Linked DNA regions of Mus musculus: region 1 is linked to region 2. A link is a contact called in public Hi-C data. All regions are on one chromosome and are shown on one strand. Each heading gives the region's core, a stretch centred on a gene start, on an enhancer-like site or on the middle of the called end of the contact. The rest is flanking DNA. Distances are from core to core; before and after follow the strand shown. Region 1 overlaps Raly (hnRNP-associated with lethal yellow). Region 2 holds the start of Snta1 (syntrophin, acidic 1).

Region 1 (4,213 bases), core at 518-3,017, 460 kb before region 2:
TTGTTCAAATGGGAAATAATAGATAAAATTGGTAACATAAGATCTGTGTACAATCTCCCAAGCTTGAAGCTAGTGAGACAACTAGGCAAATGTTCAAGATAAGCAGAGATCTCTTGAACCCCATAGACAAATCACCTTTTAAAGCCCCCACCCCCAAAGACTTAAATTGTCTCAAATAGTCAATGGAACAAACTAAGAGTATTTGGATACTCTCAAGGTTGTCTAGTTACAAATTGCTTCAGAAATGGGGATGGAATAATGACTTAGCTATTCTAGAGAACCCAGGATTGGTTCCCAGCACCCACGTAGTAGCTCAAAACCATCTGTAGCTCCTCCACTTTCAGGGGATCCGGCACCCTCTGCAGGCACTAGGAGCAGAAGTGTTGTAGATATTAATGCAAGCAAAACACTCATACACATAAAATTTAAATCTTACTGGGTTTTGCAGCTAAAATATTACATTTTGCAAGTTGTTCATATTTAAAGAAAATTTTTAAGGTTTTTGGAAATATGTATGTGTTCTTATTTTCATGGAACTATAACAAAATTGTATAAATGCTTAGTAAAAATCTGTTCCTTTCTTAATAGTTTAAAATTAGAAATAACAAGCCAGGTGTGGTGGCGCACGCCTTTAATCCCAGCACTCAGGAGGCAGAGGCAGGAGGATTTCTGAGTTCGAGACCAGCCTGGTCTACAAAGTGAGTTCCAGGACAGCCAGGGCTATACAGAGAAACCCTGTCTCGAAAAAACAACTCTGGGGTTTCCATGAAGGATATTCATAGAATTCCTGGCTTAAAGGGCTTTTGGCTATAACAGTGAATAAAAGCTCTTAATGCCCAGAGGGGCTATGATCTTAAAATATCTCAGGTAAATTCTGATGTTTGCCTTGGTCTGGAGTGTTTGATGTCTCATCTGTCATCAAAACCTGTATGAAACTTTAACATTGGTAACTCACTTGTTCAAAATAGTATTACTGCTGGTCTCTAATTTAACACTGCCTCCCAGGTTGGGTGTAGATGATCAGACCTTGAGTTTTTGTACTTGCTAGGTGGATGCTGTCCTACACCCTCAACCTAATCCACATTCCTGGGATCCTGGATGGCACATCTATCTAACTGAATAAGGAGAATGCAAGTTAGTTAACACTTTCTGGGCTATTTGTGGCTTTTTGGTCTGCTTAATTCAGATGGTCTGGTCTATGGGGACCCTGGATAAGGAACATATTCCAAATTCTTGGTATACGTTCTCCTGGTAGCCAGCCTTCTGCACTGTACCCTCTCAAGTTAAATGTCTACAGTCATCTACAGAACCTTGTCTTTCTTTAGCTCATGCGACAGACACATGATCGTAACGGGACTGTAAACTTAAGATGTGTTAATTGCCAGCATGCCCAAAATTGCAGTGATAGAGTAGAACAAATGGCCCACATTTACCAAAAGGGGAAAAGCCTTTTCGACTCTATAGGGATATTTGTATTTTATAGAAAAGGGGGTCTAGACAGAATGAAAAATAAAGCCTATTAGGATAGCTAGCAACAACAAAAGACAAGCCTACCTTGTTAGGAAGTGACATAAAACAGCTCCAAGAAGCTGAAGAGAGGACAAATTCTAATACAAAGTTCATCATTCTAAGGCAACAGAGAAAGTGGAGAATTCTTGAATCCTTTGAGCCAAAACCAGACTAAGAAGCTGTACAAAGATGAGGCTGTGGCCAACTGCTGGGTGACAGATGGCCTATGACTGCTTGGCGCCAGCTCAGCACCTGCACAGTTACCTTATTTTAACCTTATTTACTGTTTGTCTGTGTTTATTGAAACAGAGTCTCTTATAATGTAGGCTAGCCTCAAACTTGTTATATAACCAAGATGACCTTGAACTTTGGGTTCTCCTGCCTCTACCTAACCAGTTCTGGGATTACAGTTCCATGCTACTTGAGCAGCTTAAAAAAACAAAACAAAACAAACAAACAAAAAAACCCTGTTACATTACCATTTTGGAATAAATAAAGCTATTTCTTGCTGCAAGCAATTTAGATTCTAGAGTTGCATTAAAGATCTAAAAATGACAGGTACATTTATAGGTTGTTGTTGAAACAAGGTCTCATGTAGTCCTGACCAGTTATGAACTAACTGACCCTTCTGCTTCTCTCTCTCTCAGTGCTGGGATTATAGCCATCAAGCTTAACTTTACTCATTTTAGCAAAGGAATACTGGTGCTAATGGTTCAGTATTGGACAAGAAAGTGTTCCCTGGAGAAGAGAAGTTAGTGGAGAATAAAAGTGTTCAATATAGCAGCTTTCTGGTGGGCAGGAGCCAGGATACCTGTACCAGATTGGCCTGTGCTGCATTTTCCTGACTGATGATTGATGTGGGAGGATCCATCCCAATGTGGGCAACTATAAGAAAGCAGGCTGAGCAAGCCATGGAGCAAACCTTTAAGCAGCACTCCTCCATGGCCTTCATCATCAGTTCTTGCCTCCAGGTTCCTACCCTGACTTTCCTTAGTAATAGACTGCTTCCTGGAAGTAGAAGATAAAGTTATCCTGTTCTTCCCAAGTTGCTTTTGGTCATAGTGTTTTATCATAGAAATACAGACAGTGAGAAGACTCAGTGGGTAAAGTGTTTCCTGTGCAAGCCTGACAATCTCCAAAGCCCATCTAAAGGTGAAAAGAGCAAACTGTCTCCACAGAGCTGTCCTTTGACCTCTACAGATAGTGTGGCACACACATGTCTACCACCTAATACCATGTACACACATGTAAACAAAATAAACAAGCAAACCATTCCACCTCAGAGCATATTTGGATCCAATCTCTTTATTGTCAGGTTCCTCCCACCCTTCCCACCCTCCCCCCTTTACTTTCAAACCTATAGAAAAACCCCAAGCCTGGGAATGTCCTGGGGAAGAAGAGCAGAGTGTTTCTGCCCCTTGGCCCAGGCAGTGCAGACAGGAAGAATGCATGGGGTAAGGGTAGGCCAGTAACTCCACTTGCAAAGGATGTAGCACTCACTGGCTAGGATGCATGGGGAGAGAGTTACTGCTGCCAGCTTTCCTCTGGTACCCGCTATAGACTGGCATCCAGAGATGGGTGCCTGGCTTGAGGCCTGAGACAGTGATGCCCTTCTGCTGGTGGCCAATGCTCCTGTTAAGCTGAAAAAGAAAGAAAGGAAACACTAAGGCTGAGGGGAAGAAACCCTTTGATCACAGGATAAGGAATAGGGTATTTTATATACTGTGTGCCCAACTTTCTGACCATATATTAATCAGTCACGGGAAAGACTCACAACTCCTGCCCTGAGCCTCCATCTCCCCCATCTAAGCCTCAATACCTAACATGAACTAGCTCCACAATGTATCATGAACAGCTTTTTGGGTAAAAATAAATTCATTAAGTTCCAAGAGGAAAGACTTGCATGAGGAATTTTCTGAACTCATCTCTATGCTCTTACTGGTAGTGACCTTGTATTATAAATGCATGATCATTGAGACACCTCTCCGTTACTATCTTGGAATTTCATGGGATATACTGATATTTCATTGTACTTTTCAATGTCCGCATTTCCACTTCCGATACACACAATGCTAATCTTTCGAGTAGAAGGCAATCAGATAAGCACCAGCTGTTATACAGGAATGCTTATGCTTATCTCTACTATAACAGGATCAAGTTGAACCCCTAACTCTAGCCCAGAAGATATTAACTAGTCATCCCTTCTGAAGATGAATGACACCTTTCCCCTACTCTTCAGGGCTAGTCTACAGAATTTGTCCTTACTGCATCCTGAAGACTGTCACAGTGCTCTGCTCACATAATGGCTGTTTGCTCTCCCCCCTGTGGAATGCTTCTCCCTTAGTAATACACAGACTAAGCTGCACAACACTTCTTCCACCACCCCCAGCCTGCGGTTTCCTCCATAGTCATTCGTTCACAAGAGAACCTTTTCTAGGTGGTCCTGATATGCACAGGCACAGGCTGCATGTGAGGACTTTCCATTTTGGCATAGTATGGCCCTCTAAACCCACGTCAGGGAAGTTGCAGCCTCTACTTTACTCGTTTCCTGTGTTTGCTAGCACCCCTGCCCCATACCTGCTTACTGCAAGGCTCCATCTTCTGCATCTGTGTCCTGGCTGTGCTCCTGAGAGGAAGAAGACAAACACAAATCACTCACTGCAGGTTCCCAAGTTCTGTCCTGAGCCATCTGTTCAGAAGGTTC
Region 2 (4,506 bases), core at 425-2,924:
TGAGTATCTGAGATTACAGATCTTCCTTAGTAGGCCTAGCTTGTCCTTCAATATTTAACTTAAAGTCTGGAGTTCAATTCCAAGCATACATATAGCAGCTCAAAACTATTTTTAACTCTTGTTTCTGGAATCTGGTGTCCTCTTCTGGCCCTCGAGGACTATATGTGGAGCACAGATACGCATAAAGGCAAAACATCAATCCACAAAGAAATTAAAATAATTTAAAAAGTATAACCTGGAACTTGCTATGAACTATAGTTCGTCTAGAATTAATCATGATCCTTCTGCCTCAGTCTCCAGAATGCTGTGATTGCAAATGGATGGCATCTTGCTTAGTTCGATAAGTGCTCCGTGAGTGAAGAGTGAAATTATCTCCTGTTGCTATGCATGCAGGGCAAGGGAGTAGGAGGGATGTGAGCCTGGAAGCCAGAAAGACCCAGGTTAGAAGAGAGGTCTGCTTTTAGTACTCATGTGTCTCAGTTATGCAGGGTTTACCCAAGGCACAAATGATAGCATAGATCAGCCAGCTCATGTGTCATGCAAACACAGAATAAGTGACATACATGTATTGCATATATATATATATATATATATATATATATATATATATATAAAATCATATGTCATTTTATTTATTTTCACTATTTTTGTGTGCATGGGTGTACTTGTTTGCAATGTGAATACAGGTTCCCAAGGAAACTAGTGGTGTCAGATCTCCATGGAGCTGGAGTTACAAGTGGTTGTGAGCTGCCCAATGTGCATGCTGTGAATTTTACTCTGCTCCACTGTAAGAGCAGCCCATGCTCTCTCTCTCTTTCTCTCTCTCTCTTCTGGTTTTTTGAGACAGGGTTTCTCTGTGTAGCCCTGGCTGTCCCGAAACTCACTCTGTAGACCAGGCTGGCCTCAAACTCAGAAATCCGCCTGCCTCTGCCTCCCAAGTGCTGGGATTAAAGGCGTGTACCACCACGCCCGGCTTTTTTTTTTTTTTTTTTTTTTTTCAGCCCATGCTCTTAACCGCTGAGCCTTCTATCTCTTTATGTCTTTTCACTTTTATTTTTATTTTTTAAAGGCAGGGTCTCATGTAGCCTAGACTGGACTCAAACTTGCAGACCCTTCAGCCTCTACCTTCAAGTGATGGGACCAAACCCTCAAAGGAGTGGCATTTCTCCTCCTGGTGGGTGGGTAGGCTTACCTCTTTAGAGGCTGCACCCTTAAGCTGAGTCAGGCCCACAGACTGTTACTGGTACCCTCTCCCCATGGCTCACAAAACGTGAGAAACCATCTTCCTTAGCTCGTTTGCCAGTTAACTCTGTCTGCAAAGTCCCTGGAGCCTATGGTCCTGACACAGGCAGCCCTACCCCAGGATCCTTGATTCTTTTTCTTGTCCTTCAGCTTCCACGAGCTACGGTCCAATCCTCGACGGCGCACAGAACTGGATCCTTGTGTTGCCCCATCCATAGAATCCGGCCCCTTTATGTTCCGCAGAGCGCCCCACCCTCAACCTCCTCTAACTGTGGCCGTGAGGGAACGCGGTTCTGACCCACTCCCAAGTGATCCCGCTGCACATCTTTAGTTTACCGGGTAGCGTCTCTTCAGTCACTCCCGGGGCCCCGCCCCCGTTAGCCCCGCCCCCGACAGCCTGTCCTCCGAAGCTCCGCCCCCGAGGCCGGGGTAGGGTGGCGACTGGCTCTGCTGCCCCGCCGCCCTCTGCCCTGGGCGCTGGGTCGGAGCGGGCCGGGTACGGCGGGACCGGGCGAGCGCAGTGTACTGGGACTTCGAGGCGAAGATGGCGTCAGGCAGGCGCGCTCCGCGCACCGGGTTGCTGGAACTGCGCTGCGGGGCGGGCTCCGGGGCGGGTGGCGAGCGGTGGCAGCGGGTGTTGCTCTCTCTGGCGGAGGACGCGCTGACCGTGAGTCCCGCCGACGGCGAGCCCGGCCCGGAGCCGGAGCCCGCGCAGCTCAACGGCGCCGCTGAGCCCGGCGCGGCGCCCCCACAGCTGCCAGAAGCGCTGCTGCTCCAGCGGCGCCGCGTGACGGTGCGCAAGGCCGACGCCGGCGGGCTGGGCATCAGCATCAAGGGTAGGTGTGGGGCACCCAGGGCACGGGGTCGTGTTGTCTGTGCTGCTGCGGAGCGCTCAGGGGTCATGGGGGCTGGTAAACGAAAACCTGTCTAGGGCGGAAAGGAGTCTCCGGGGGAGGAAGGAACAGAGTGAGGGAAGAGCACCAAGGTCGGAAGGGGCTTGGGGAGTTCAGGTGACTCAGAAGACACAAGTGTGGAAGGATGGGGGGGCGCACCAAGGACATTGGTGCTTAGTTCTGTTTTGAAGCAAAATGGTAGCTATGGGTACCAAGGGCAGGAGGGTCCCCGGGAAGACTGACAGGGGCGGGGGCGGCGGTGAAAGGAAAGGGACTTGAGGCCTGGGACACTGCTAGAACAAGAAGGAGGTGGAAGTCATGAGACACAACCTAGGCAGACTGGTAAAGGCCTGGAGTCTGGGAGCCCAATGTGGGTGCCAGAGATGGGTAGGAGGCACAGGCATTAGCAGAGAAGGGGCCAGTAAGGACCTAGACATCTTGGGCTTCAGAGGCTGTTTGCCTATGCTGGGAGTCCTGATGGCTAGGGTTGAGTCTCCTCATCTGCCCATTTGTACATGAACAGGTACATGGAGAGAGTGAACCCAGAGTTGCCATTCCTTCCTGAGAATTCTTAGTTTCCAAGACTGACAAGTGTTTGGCATGATCTCAATCTCATGTATGCCAGGCTAGACACATGGTCACTATGTAGCAGAGGAGAACACTGAATATAATCTTCCTATTTCCACCTCCAGAGTGTTGGGATTACTGGGCTCTGCTGCTAAAATAGGTTTATGTTGTGCTGGGGATCAAGCCTAGAGCTTTATAGATGCCAAGCAAGCACTTTACCGACTGACTCCTTCCCTAACTCATTTAGGCTGCCATTGGAGTTCTAGAACTGTGAACTTCCACAAGTCACTTCCCATTTCTGAGTCTGTTTTGGTAACTTTACAATGAGGATGTTTCTGAGAGCAGGGCTTGCCGGCATGTGTGAGAGAAAAAGAGGCCAGGAGGGACTCTCAAAGCAACTAAACGCGGTGCTTAAAAATCTATGTTCAGGGGTGGGTGGGTATGGGGGACTTTTGGTATAGCATTGGAAATGTAAATGAGCTAAATACCTAATAAAAAATGGAAAAAAAAATCTATGTTCATAGCCAGCGCTAGACTCATCATTTCTGTCCCTCTGTCCGTCAGATTGAAAGTATTCATATACTCCCAGGCCTCCTGGGAGGTGCTTGTGTGATAGCTCGCTTAGATCCTTTGGCCCAGGTTAGGGGATAAGCATGGTGGCGAATGTTAGGTGTTGTGGCCACTACATTTAGCTCATGGTCTATTCCATCTTGACCATCAGTGGTGAAAGGTGAGTTTAATCATCAGTGGTGAGCTCAATCTCCATTTTTGCAGGTAAGAGAACTGAGACTCAGAAGAGAAAAATAATTTCCCTGGGGTTCAGTCAGTGAATGGCAGAACCAGGGTTTAAATCTTAATTATAGAGCTACTATTGCCCTAAAGACTGTCCAGGGAATCATACCGTTCCTAGTCAGCTAAAGGGGGAATGGAAAAACAGAGAGCAGGCACCAACTTTCATCCCAAACTCGATGATAGGTCCAGGAAACAGACCAATTAAAATACACTTAGTGTGTCAGAGCAGGAAGGAACTAGAGTTCTAGAAAGTTCTGCTTTGTGACAGACAAACCGACTCTCAGAGGAGCAGGGTCTTGCCATGGTACAGAGACACGACTCAAATCTGTACTTCCAGGTGTTGGAAGGACATTTTTATGGGACTTTAGGGAAAGTAACAGTTTCATTCAATTCTTCCTGGATTGAAGACTGGGCTCCTGTTGCCATGGTAACTTCTTTTCTGGGGTCCAGCTGAGTCTGCGAGGCAGCTGGGAACGGTCATAGCTTCAAATGGAACTGAAGTCCCTACTTTTAGGTGGGGGAGGCTAGATATAAATAGAAACACCTTCTTCTCTTAGGCCTCAAGCCTTGTGCAGTGCCATGAACAACTGTCAGGCCTGGGTGGGGGTTGGGAGAGGTGTTCAGGCTCAAATGTCACGGACTTATATAACCTTGAGACAATGACCTCTTGCTCTGTGCCACCAATCAGTACTTTGAGGATGGGCCAGGAATATGATATTCAAGGGTTTGACTTGAGTCTTTTGGAGACTGTGTCTTGCTGTGTAGTCTGTACTGTAAAGGGCTGGTCTTGAATGTGCAGTAATCCTTTATTTTTTTGCCACCCCCGTGCTGAGATTACAAGCAAGTACCACTATGCCCAGCCCAGCTGACTATTTTAAAGAGACATTTGGTCTGGGTGTGGTGGCAAATGTCTTTAGTCTTAGCACCCCAGAGGCAGAGGCAGAGGCAGGTGGATCTCTCTGAGTTTCAGAATTAGCCTGTTGGACATAGTGAGTTCGAGGCCAGTCAGCTG

What was found. A called contact is a pair of places that touch in the nucleus more often than the background predicts.
Region 1: a Hi-C map of cerebellum shows a contact between it and region 2, with 4 times the contacts expected there. The contact joins the enhancer-like site here to the promoter of Snta1 in region 2. A contact is called at or near these places in 14 of 39 promoter capture datasets (the 3T3-L1 cell line, 3T3-L1-derived adipocytes, the C10 cell line and 9 more), 1 of 15 datasets of contacts at CTCF or cohesin (the NIH/3T3 cell line), 22 of 484 Hi-C or Micro-C datasets (the G1E-ER4 cell line, brain, brown adipocytes and 14 more) and 4 of 115 datasets of contacts at active chromatin or transcription factors (astrocytes, embryonic basal ganglia, embryonic forebrain and 1 more).

The regions. Positions count from the first base shown.
Region 1 is chr2:154,865,830-154,870,042 of GRCm38.p6, reverse strand. It overlaps Raly (hnRNP-associated with lethal yellow), which reads right to left. Exons shown (of 8, transcript NM_001139511.1): 7 at 4,087-4,135; 8 at 2,782-3,149. The coding sequence ends at 4,091. Among named protein-coding and RNA genes, the nearest start is that of Eif2s2, 25 kb to the left of the region's middle. Within about 2 kb of position 1,767, at least 6 of the 459 cell types and tissues checked have an H3K27ac peak or open chromatin away from gene starts, as enhancers often do. A contact at or near this core is called in cerebellar granule neurons, cerebellum and liver, where this site is marked.
Region 2 is chr2:154,405,252-154,409,757 of GRCm38.p6, reverse strand. It overlaps Snta1 (syntrophin, acidic 1), which reads left to right and starts at 1,674. Exons shown (of 8, transcript NM_009228.2): 1 at 1,674-2,078. The coding sequence starts at 1,787.